Regions from separate parts of the Mus musculus genome. Here region 2 is linked to region 1. Evidence: chromatin contacts called from public Hi-C data. All regions are on one chromosome and are shown on one strand. The core of a region is the stretch at or near the end of the contact, and the rest is flanking DNA. Distances in the headings are between cores, read along the strand shown. Region 1 overlaps Map3k5 (mitogen-activated protein kinase kinase kinase 5). Region 2 overlaps Map3k5 (mitogen-activated protein kinase kinase kinase 5).

Region 1 (5,841 bases), core at 3,048-5,547:
TGAGGTCATCCCGGCTGCTTAGTCTGTAGCTTCTCAAGTACACGCTCTGTTCCTTTACACAGCTTCATTGTGAGTGTAAGAGAGAGACTCGAGAAAGTATAGGGGTTGCTATGGCACCACTGTTACCCCCCACAAGCGACAGAGACACTGACAGATTCCTCCGAGTGCAGATGAAATGTGTGGGAGTTCAGGCAGTCACTGCTGCCCAGATTCCAGTCATGCCCTCAGGATTCAGGGGAGTCCATCTGTCGGTGGAAGGACCCCAGCTCTCTGCCCAACAAGAATCACCAGCTGAAGTCAAAGACCTCAGTATCCTTCCTTCCATTTCATCTTTTTCTCTGCCATTAATACTTCTCTTCCTGCCCTTAAAATGCCCTTTCTTTATTAACTTTTTCTCTCTGCCACAGAGCCTAACCATCTTGTCTGAGAACACAGAATAGCCATCTACATTCATTAGCCCTCCTGACTCCTGAATCTTTAGCTGGTATTCAAATGTACTAATCCAATAGTAAAACCCTTCTGTCTCTCCTAACTGTTGTCTGATTTCTTCATTTTCTTTCTTTCTTTCTTTCTTTCTTTCTTTCTTTCTTTCTTTCTTTCTTTCTTTGTTTCTTTCTTTCTTTGTTTCTTTGTTTCTTTCTTTCTTTCTCTCTCTCTCTCTTTCTCTCTTTCTCTCTCTTTCCTTCTTTTCTCCTTTCTCTCTCTCTCTCTCTCTCTCTCTCTCCCTCCCTCCCTCCATCCCTCCCTCCCTCCCTCCCTCCCTCCCTCCCTCCCTTCCTTCCTTCCTTCCTTCCTTCCTTCCTTCCTTTCTTTCTTTTTGGTTTTTCGAGATAGGGTTTCTCTGTGTAGCCCTGGCTGTCCTGGAACTCACTCTGTAGACCAGGCTGGCCTCGAACTCAGAAATCCACCTGCCTCTGCCTCCCAAGTGCTGGGATTAAAGGCATGCACCACCACTGCCCGGCTCTCTTCATTTTCTAACTAAACATTCTTTCCAAAGATCTTGGCAAATAATTCTGGTTCTTTGGAGACTCTTCTGTGTTGTTGTCATTTCGTGCGGCACCCTGAGCTCTCTCACGCTCCTGCTCTTCATCATGCGGCTTCTCTGTAATGCTTGTGCCAATTGCTCCTAACCTACCCCATCATCTGTAGCAAAGTGCTAGAACCTCTAATGGTACCGTATTTGGAAAAGGGGTATTTGCAGATGTGATTGTGCTGAGGATTATGAGATAAGCTCATCTTGGAGTATCTTGATGGCTCCCAAATGCCACCCTAACTATCCTGATAAGAGATGCAGAGGGTAGGTTGACATTACTTACATGTACATACAACATAAACCCTGTCTCTCTGACCCTTTGATTGGCTTATTAACATTTTCTTCAAACATACTTTTATGCTAAAGGAGGCCCTTTGAGCATTTCTTGCAATGGCTGCATATAACTATCACTCATAGAATCTTTACAATCTTTATCACCTATAAAATCCTAATAATTTTATACAGTTATTATTATTGTTTTATTGTATACATGTGTGTGTGTTTGCATATGCATAGCTATTTCTGGAGGTCAGAGATCAGCAGCCTTAAGCTGCTGTCCACCTTAATTTTGGGGACAGCCTTTCACTGAACCAGAAGCTCATTGACTCAGACAGCATGTCCACCTAGTGAACACCAGGAATCTTCCTGTCTCTGACTCCCCAGTGCAGGGATAACAGGTGTGTACTGCCATACCTGGCTTTTCTATGCGAGTTCTGAGCATAGGACTCAGGTGTTCATGCTTACAAGGTAGGCTGTTTATAGCTAAGTTACCTCTGGAGGTGCCCAATTCTCAGGTAAAAATCAATAGCAGCCACAATCTACCTTAGTCTAAGATTACATTTGCACCTCTTTAGCAATATAAGAATGATTTATGAGTAGAGGTGGCTATAGAGATAACTTGCCTGGAAAGACTACACGCTCCACCAAGGATACAGGTTCAGTTCCCAGCACCCGCGTGGCAGTGTACATCCATCTTTAACTCCTCCTCCAGGGCATCCAGCATCATTGTCTAACCTCTGATAGCATCCGGTACACACACAGAACATAAATGTAGGTGTATAAATGTAGGTAAAACCTTCACACACATAAAATAAAAATAATACATCCTTAAAAGAATGTTTCATTGTTTCATTGATGGAGATGTACTTCAACGGTAGTGTTTTTGACTAGTATACCTGTGGTTCAAGGTTCAGTTCTCAGGAGGGGGGAAGGGTGGACTTTATGTGTGAATCACTATGCATGTTGGAATTTGGTGATGCAGCAAATGTGGGCCAACATACAGCCTTGTTAGACATATACATCAGTATATATACATGGTAGCGTTGACCGAGTAATGACTACAAGACTGAAGCAGCGCTGCCGAGGCTGAGTGGGTAGTGATTTGTAAGAGGGATTAACACCTCAACAGAACATCAACAGATTCATTCTGACCCTTCAGGAACTCTAACATTCTCAACAAACAACAGGAGTTCTGTGGTTTCCCAGGATCAAATGCTTGTCGCCTTTGGAAGGGGCCATGGGAAGTCTTCACAACGCTTGTAGGACACCAACTGGAGGTCATGAATGGCATTCTAGAAATTTCCATAAAATGGTTTAGTTGTAACTTGATCAACTTATTCATAAAATGGGAAGCCCCAGGAATGCAGGTGATATTTCTGTCAAGCATCAAAGGGCGAGTATTGGGGGGAGTGGCATACACTTTGGGGTACCTTTCTTGCTTCATCCCTTGGGAATGCTTGACCTGGTGTGCTGTTTTTCTGTATTTCTCTCTGACCATGCCTCTTTTCATTGGCATCTCTTAGCTTGCCTATCCTGGGCAGAGACTGCTATGTTTTGTCCACTCTTGTGACATACCATTCTCCAATTCTCCAGGCAGACAATGCCCTGCTCACGTAGGTGTGTGTCACTTACCCATGCAGCTCTCCGAATGCTCTAACCTCTGAGCGCCCCTGTTTATTTTTCCACAGCTGCAGCTGCCCTCAGCTCTCTATCAGCACTTACCAATGTGTGTTTCTAACCCCTCCCAAAGGAGGCAAAACTATGTTTCCCATTTGACTTCTATAGTGCACCACAGATAACGGGGCCACGAGTGTAATAGGCATTCAGGATGTTTGCCAAATTAAATTGATGGTAATGCCTCGCCTTGGGAATTAACCCATTGTAATTGGATAGAGAGGTTCTATGTGATAACTTGATAATCTCTCTTTGACTGTTGCATGGAGTTGGGGGATCAGCAGCCTATAGGCTGTATAGTACTAGAAACATTGATCCTTGGCTCTTGTTTGATCATGACTGATCTGATATATATATTATATATTATTATATATTATAATAATATATATGTATTATATATAGTCCACCGAGTAGATAAAAAGTAATGCTAGGTTAATGTTTTGATTTGTATTCAGCTCTGGCTTTTAGAAGCAGTGGTGACTCATTGAATATTTAACTAACAAATGATGTGTCATGAAAGGAAAATTCAATTAAAGAAGAGAAGAGCAAACCTCGAATACTCTGAATCATGTTGTTTGGTGATCAAAGTGCAGTTGACCTCAACAGATTTGTTATTGCCCTGAACTTCACTGTGCTCCAATCCTCTACCACTAACCCTGATTTTATGCTCCATTTAACATGAACTCAGTTTGGACAAGGAAACAAAGTGTGCTTTAAGTAAAAAATCAGGGAGCTTTTTCTGTTTCTGCCTAAACTTCAAATGACTGTCTTTGTCTTAGGTGATTTAGCATGTCAGCTTCACTTGCTGTTTTACCATAGAGCTCAACTGTGCAGTGATGAAAAGCACTTGCTCAGGCCCTGTGGCCCACACTCGGGAAGTAGAGGCACGCTGATCTCCCTGGGTTCAAGGCCAACCTGTTCTATAGCAGGAGTTCCAGGCCAGCCAGGGCTATATATACAGTGAGAGTCCATCTTGGGGCTGGGGGAGGGGGGGGGGAAGAGGGTGGGAAGGAAGGAAAAGGGAGGGAAAGAGGGAGAAAGAGAGAAAAGGGAAGGAGGGAGGGAGAAGGAGAGAGGGAGGGAGAGAGAGAGAGAGAGAGAGAGAGAGAGAGAGAGAGAGAGAGAGAGAGATGAAGGAGATCGGGTTTGCTCATGAGTCACATGGCAGGAGTGTGGTTTGGCCCTCCAGTTTCACTCAAGCATGATTACCTCATTTGTGTTCTAAGCTCGAAAACTTCCCTTTCCTGCAGGTGCAGAATCTGTCTCTGGAGGACCTCAGAGCATGCCCTCTGGGGCCAGATTCATGAATCTGAATCCTGCTGCTTCCACCTTTTAGCCAGGCTTGGCAGATACAGTCTGTGCCTCGGGTGCCCTGAGGTACCATTAATTACAGCCAGAGGCCATTCTGAAGGTGAAGCAAGTTCATATTTGAAAGCATCTTGTGTTTGACACGTAATGAGTGCTAAACATGTTAGTGACACAACATGATAAACGCCTCTCCTGTATGTGTTTGCTGTCACAGTTCTCATAGGTCAACTAAACCTGTTTCAAAACTTTCAAATAAATAATCTGTTAGATTTGTTTAAGTCACACTAACTAAAAGGACTTTAGGCCAAGAGTGTGTGTATGACAGTTGATTTATAAGGCATTTAGGGGAATATTTTTATGTGAGCATCTCACATAACAAATACCTTCAGGTAACAGACAGAACCTTACATAAACAAAAATCGCAACTCCTGGATACAGGCTAGCAACTAGAGCAGCAGCAGCAGTGGAATGACAAAGGATCACGGGAGGCTGACTATTAGGGGCCCTCCAGAGGGAAACTCAAGGAACATGAAACACAGTTGCATTTAGTCAAAGGGTGCTCTTAGGAGAAACAATCCTTTCTGAAACTTTTTACTTATTCTTTGTAAATATTGTATCACACACCCCAAGCCCACTCATTTTATATTCACCCTTACAGCCCTCCCAAGAAATAAACCTCTGTAGAAGTTGCAGCATGTCACAGTGTGTCACAGTACATACACCCTTTTGTCCACACATCTTCACTTGCAAATGTTCATTGGCGTGAATCATGGTCTGGTTTGAGGCCTCTGGTTCTGTGCTACTGTTCGCACTGGATCCTCACCTGGACTCTGTTTCAACAACACATTCTTATCTTAAACACTGAGACAGTCTAGCAAGACAAAAGATCAGGGCTCCCTATGTAGACTTAGGTTAAAGAGATAAGCTGATTTTACAACCACTCTGGAAGTCAGTCTGGCAGTTCCTCAGAAAATTGGACATAGTACTACCAGAAGATCCAGCAATTCCTCTCTTGGCCATATACCCAGAAGATGTTCCAACTGGTAATAAGGACACATGCTCCACTATGTTCCTAGCAGCCTTATTTATAATGCCAGAAGCTGGAAAGAACCCAGATGTCCCTCAACAGAAGAATGGATACAGAAAATGTGGTACATTTATACAATAGAGTACTATTCAGCTATTAAAAACAATGGATTTATGAAATTCTTGGGCAAATGGGTGTATCTGGAGGATATCATCCTGAGTGAGGTAACCCAATCACAAAAGAAGTCACTTGATATGCACTCACTGATAAGTGGATATTAGCCCAGAAACTTAGAATACCCAAGATACAATTTGCAAAACACAAGAAAATCAAGAAGAAGGAAGACCAATGTGTGGATACTTCATTCCTCCTTAGAATAAGGAACAAAATACCCATGGAAGGAGTTACAGAGACAAAGTTTGGAGCTAAGATGAAAGGATGGACCATCCAGAGACTACCCAACCCATGGATCCATCCCATAATCAGCCACCAAATGCAGACACTATTGCACATGCCAGCA
Region 2 (5,880 bases), core at 2,608-5,107, 80 kb after region 1:
GTTCTCCCTGATGACAAGGTAAACCGAGCAATTAAGATAAGGCCTTCTGCCCTTCTGGTCTCGCCTCAGTAAAGGTGTTAATTAAGAAAAATAGTTTGACTGTTTATATTGCCATAAGTACATGCTGCAAGATAAACATTGCTAATTTGGGGTTGTGAATTTTATCAGTTAGCAGGATATACTTGGTATAATTCAGATTTTTAGTATAGATGGTATAACCATTTCAAGTGTGCTAAAAATTGGGATATTTTCTTTGTTTTAGAAATTCATGCTGTAAATCAAATTATGTCCAAAGGGGTAATTTTTCAAAATTATGCCAAAGAAATAATATTTTAAAATTTATGTTGTAAATGTCCTGTTTCTTAATTGTAGGAAGCCTGCTAAAATAAAGCCACCTGTAGGCTTGCACTGCCCACTATAATTATCATTGTGTCTGAATGTATGTTTATCTAGATACCTGCTAAATTTCAGATTAGCACTGACTCTGTGTTGTTTGGATAAAATAAGGTAGGATATACATTTCCATTTGGTTCCTGGAAGTCCTTAGACCCCCTACCTCCCCATATCTGCTCCTGGCAGCATGCAGTCAACCTCATGCTGATTTTGGTTTTCTTTGTTTTGAGACAGGGTCTCTATATGTAGGCTAGGCTGACCTCTAAATTTCAATCTTCCCGCCTCAGTGTCAAATAGTGAGACTGCAGGTGTGATTTTATCAGTTCTAACACTAACTCAACTACTCTTAAAAAGCAGAAATGTGCAGGACCTGCCCAAGCAACAGGGGAAGCGCTGTATCAGAGAAGTCTTGGGGGAAAGGTTACTTGAGAGACTTTTTGTGTTATAATTGGTTTCCAAACTACTGTTTCAATTTTCTTTAAGCATGACTCATTTACTTGTTCCCTGGATAGCTGTTTGATGAGCACTTACTCTGTGCCAGGCAAGATAAACTCCTCCTCTCATGAGACTTACTTTCTTCCTTGGGAGGCAGTAAACCAATGCAGGAGACCTGCAGGCGTATACAGTGGTGACAAACTAATGAGGGAGACCTACAGATGTATACAGTGGTGACAAGGTAAAAATAATGCACAAACTGGGTATGAGTTTGCAAAAGTGAAGTTAATAGACTTGAATATATTTAGATTTTATCACTGTTCTTATGCAACATGAATTTCCTAAGCCACAGTGTCCTCATCTGTACAAGGGAAGATGATGATAAAGTCTTTATTATTATTTCTTTTAAATTATAATTTGTTGTTTGTTGTTGTTGTTGTTGTGAGCAGACATTATTGCTGTGTCTGTAATCCCAGATCTTGGGAGGTATAGGCAAAAAGATCATAAATTCAAGGCCATCTTCAGCCACACAGTGAATTCCAGGCCAACCTGAGCTAAAAGAAGCCCTTCCCTCCCCGGCTTTTGATCTAAAGATTATATGAAGTGATGCAGAGAGTTCACATCACAGAGCCCTTTATTCTAATGAGCACCACAAATATTTTAAGGATAATAACAACAATTATAAAATGGCTGCTTTTTTTTTTTAAATTAGAGCTGACCCCTAATTTTCAGACCTGAGAATTTAGCCTTGCTTTATGCTTTTAACAATGTGAGAGTATCATTTGGGGGATTTTAAGTATCCATTAGAACATACATTGAGCTACCTGTTGTGTGAGCCTGCAGAATAACTATAATTTTGCGCATTGTTAGAGTAAGTCAACACATACATTGATAGGAAAATCGCCGTGTGAGTCTGATGTGCAGCTGTGGTTGAGAACAAGTTTAATAAAGGGCTGTGTGCATTCCAAATGTCTCAGTTGTAGCCAATGATGAAGAATCGTTGTTTCCTTGACTTTATGACTAAGTTGGGCTCCTAGGGATGGTAGTTTTCAAAGGATGGCTGGATCCTTGGCACTTGGGCGACAAGAACTGGATTAAAATCTGGATTTCTGTTGTGTGTCCCACCTGACTCGTCAGAACTCACGTGCATGAACCACCAGTGTCGGAGGCTAAGCAGGCCCAGCCGTACAGCATGTTTATAATACAGGAAGAATAACTTATACACTGGGGTATTCACATCAGCTGGGATAAGCCTTTCCCAGCTGTCAATCATGCCCAGGCCCTGGCTATCAAAACATTAGCAAGTCACCTGTCACAGAAACCAGACAGCTGCCCTGCAGCACCCTGATTCTGATTGTCCTGATATTTTAAGTTATTGTATGTTTGAATACATTCGGTCCTGTTAAGTCTGATAAGGGGTAGTGTTTAGGCAGACAGGCTACAGGCTGGATAGCATGAAAGCACCCAGTGAGTGTGCAGTTATCCATTTCCAAAAGGATGTCTGTGCATCCGCCTCCAAGTGGCTTCTCTCAGAACTGTGGCCTTTTCAGATCCAACCTGTGGAGTGCTGGCTCCACTACTGTGTTCATGAGACAACTGTGGACTGGCTGCACTAGACTTTTATAGTTTGCCCACTAACAGGTTATAATAACTAAAGGATCTTCACACGACAAAATACATCTTATACGAGCTAATATCGGCCACTATGAGCGGTGTTGTTATGAGGCCCAGCTATCTAGCCCTTAATGTAGAAAATTCCAAAAGGTACTATTGTCTTTTTTATAGTACTAACTTATCCATAAAGGGACCTGCCTTGGCGAGAACTTTCTGACAGCTAAGGCATTCTCTGTGTTCTTTGTGAGGAGAGACTGGCGGACACCACATCAGTAGCATTTCTTGTATATAAGTAAGACCTCCCTTGGAGCGAGCGTTCTGTGACACCTGAGGAGGCCTGTGGTAAATAATGTGATGAAACGCCTGCTGCTTCCTCCCTATGAGGAGTTCCGTGGCTTGTGGGGAAGACCTTGTGGACCTTTGGTCGGTGAAGTTCAGTGAGGATCAATAAGCTTCTTTCGGAAGCTTCCGGAAGGACTCGGAGTCTGGGCTTTGGTTTGGAGCAGGACTGGAAGAGAAAAGGGAAAAGAATGACCTTGGCTCGGAAGAAGAGAGCAAAGTCCCACGGAGGCAGTGTAAGCAAGTGTGAGCCTGGGGCGTTCAGGGTCAATAGGAGCCTTTCCCGCTTACCAGGGAGGGGTGATGATGGCAGTGGCAAATATATTGGTAGGCAGGGTGGTATACAATCACAATTTGTTTCCTGAATGAGGAAAGAGAATTTAGACGTGTGCTGTCTGTCATTGAAGCCACTTAAAGTCTAAGGGCTGGCAAGAAGGCAGCATAGAATAGCCAGGATAGGGTCAGAGTGAAGCTGCTGCGAAGGTGGAAAAACTTGTATTACCTGCTGCTTGCTGAGTGACCTGGGCCGTCCAGATAACTCTTCCTGTAGCCTCCTTACATGAAGAAAAGACGATAACTTATGGAGAGTGCATGTGATAATTACCACGAGTCCCCCGGCACAGGGCTAAATGCACAGAACGTGCGTCAGTGATGTTACCACTGTGGCTGTGAGACGTATCTCACCTTGACATAAGAGTTTGGGAATCTTGGACCCTGGAGGGGCAGGGAAAAGGCTGCTAAAGGAAAGAACCAGAAATGAAGTAGTCAGGGAACCTAGAGCGGGAAAGGGGGGTTGCAGCTGCAGAGTGGCGGGTCACTTGAAAAGAAAAGGGGAAAAAATGTATAATGTCATTAGGAAGATTAACTAAATGGAACTATTAAGTGTTAGTGGTTCAAAGTCTAAGAGTGATAACACCAGCAGGTTCTAGGTTTCGCCTAGAAGGGAAGGGTGAATTCTGGGGGAGTTTCATTTTGGACCCGGACACTTGGAACTGATGACCTACAAGCACCTACAGAGATACAGTTTGTTCAGACAACCCGGGCACAATCGATGTGTGTTCTAATCATACCTCTTTGAAGTGCACTGCCTTGTTTACAACACTCTAAAGTAGATGCAGACATGGTCTTATACTGGGCAGAGAGCAAGGCTAGGAGAGATCTTCAGAGGCTTAACCAGAAAGAGCAAGGTTACCCAGGGACACTTGGAACAGAACGCGACTAAAGGAATTAGCGATGAACACAGTCCTAGAATGAGTGCAGAGCCAATGGATTTTGGAAGACAGGAAGAGAACAAGGACGGAGCCAGAGATTTTTGGAAACAGTACTTCTTCCAACTAGATGTTTTGTTTGCTCTTTCAGAAGGGTTCTCTCTGTTAAGTGGGTCTGGTGTGGATGTTTTTAGTCTCTCTGACAATTTTTACAGTATGCTAAGAAATGCATGTGTTAAGATATAAATGGGTATGTGAGGCAGGGCTATTGGCTTAGGCTGTGAATTATCCACCATCTACTTCTGTGTTCTTTAAAAATGTATTTATTTATTTTGCTTGCATCCATGTATATGCAATGTATTATTTTGGGGGGCTACAAAGATCAGAAGAGGGCCCCCGGATCCATTGGAACTGGAATTATAGATGTCCGTGAGACATCCTGTAGGTGCAGGGAATGAGCCTGGCCTCTCTGTGGGTGCTCTAACTCCTAAGCCATCCCTCTGCTTCTCCCACTGTCTCTTGACATATGTGGGCTGCACCTGTGGTATCCCATCCCCTGTAGTGGTCATAGTAAAATAGTCCATGTACAAAAACTTAAGCTTTTGCAAACCAGTGTCCCTCTGGGTTGTAAGTTGGTTCTCTGTAGACATCCATTCAGTCCAAATCTTGAAGACTGCATGAGGCATAGTTAATGAATCCTAGCCCTGTACCTGTTCCCTGTGGGCGTTTGATGTTTCCAGTCAGTACCTGAGGAAAGTCTGCATGTGTATTGTGCAGGCTGCCTGCCCTCTCTTAGCCCAGCTCTTGGCAGTGGCCATGTAGAGTGGTCAAGATAACTGTGTGAAGGATTCTTACCCAGTTCCAGGTGGTCAGTCTTTCCTGCTTATGGTGTGTTTGGCCATAACTCCCAAGTTCAACCAAGAGGGAAACGGTATTTCCTATCCTGAGAAGTTCAGAGACGGGTTCTTTCTGAGGGGGATTTTGTACCCGAGTTCTGAGCTCAGTTCTCTGTAAGTTGTTGGCTGTCTTCTCATGGTCATAAACAGCTACTCCAGGCATTGCCTCATACAGACAGCATCCCAGAAAGGAGAATCCAGCCCAAACCTTCATAACAACAGCCAGCCACCTGTAAGGAACTTGAACTGTTCATGGCCAGTTTAGACTAAATTCCCTGCCCCAGCAGATCCTGAACAACAACAACAACAACAAATCCAAAAGCCCTGTTGTTACTGTTAGCTAGGGAGAAGGGACAAGGGAGGAATGACTGTTAGCTCAGGTAAGCAATAAGGCCTGACAGTATAATTATTAAATTATTACTACCACTTTCACTGCTAACTCCTACTTCTTATTCCTGCCCTTGGCAGGGCGTGGAATTTGGGGTGGATCAGTTCCTAGAAAACAGTGCTTCTTTGCTGGTTCAAACAGGTAACCATGGTGTGGGGTCTGCTGGGGCTAATTAACCTCTCCAGCTCTGCATCTCTGGATCCTGGTACTTACTCTGCAGCTCACCAGTGCCTCCCTGTGGTGAGTCCCTGCTAGCCGTGAAGGTTGGGCCTCCTCCAGTGCAGTGGCTGTAGCTTAGGCTTTGAACTTAAGAGCACTGTAGTGAGATGTGTCCAGGCAAAGCAGCCTTCAGGAAACCAGATACTCAGGAAGTAGTCTGCTCTTTTCCTACCAAACCAGCCTGGTCTATTGAGGAACCCATCCTTGGTTTCTCCCAGTGCCACTTTAGAGCTGTGTGTACCTGCCACCCAGCCTGCTCTGCTCTCATGCCCAGTCCCAGCCCAACCGTGGTCTTGGGCAACAGCTCAGCGGCAGACTGCAGAGGTAAGGGTACACTGTGCGTTTGAGTCACACATAGGTCAGCAGCGAAGTCTGGGTCACACAGTTA

The links. Hi-C and Micro-C count contacts between places; a contact is called where the count stands out from the background.
Region 2: a Hi-C map of liver shows a contact between it and region 1, with 3 times the contacts expected there. The contact joins two enhancer-like sites. A contact is called at or near these places in 1 of 39 promoter capture datasets (liver), 3 of 15 datasets of contacts at CTCF or cohesin (CD8 T cells, large pre-B cells and pro-B cells), 9 of 484 Hi-C or Micro-C datasets (the AML12 cell line, B cells, erythroid progenitors and 4 more) and 4 of 115 datasets of contacts at active chromatin or transcription factors (bone marrow-derived dendritic cells, kidney, microglia and 1 more).

What each region holds. Positions count from the first base shown.
Region 1 is chr10:19,987,819-19,993,659 of GRCm38.p6, forward strand. The region is part of intron 1 of Map3k5 (mitogen-activated protein kinase kinase kinase 5); the gene reads left to right. Among named protein-coding and RNA genes, the nearest start is that of Map3k5, 56 kb to the left of the region's middle. Within about 2 kb of position 4,298, at least 112 of the 459 cell types and tissues checked have an H3K27ac peak or open chromatin away from gene starts, as enhancers often do. A contact at or near this core is called in liver, where this site is marked.
Region 2 is chr10:20,067,919-20,073,798 of GRCm38.p6, forward strand. It overlaps Map3k5 (mitogen-activated protein kinase kinase kinase 5), which reads left to right. Exons shown (of 30, transcript NM_008580.4): 11 at 1-18. Among named protein-coding and RNA genes, the nearest start is that of Map7, 100 kb to the right of the region's middle. Within about 2 kb of position 3,858, at least 15 of the 459 cell types and tissues checked have an H3K27ac peak or open chromatin away from gene starts, as enhancers often do. A contact at or near this core is called in liver, where this site is marked.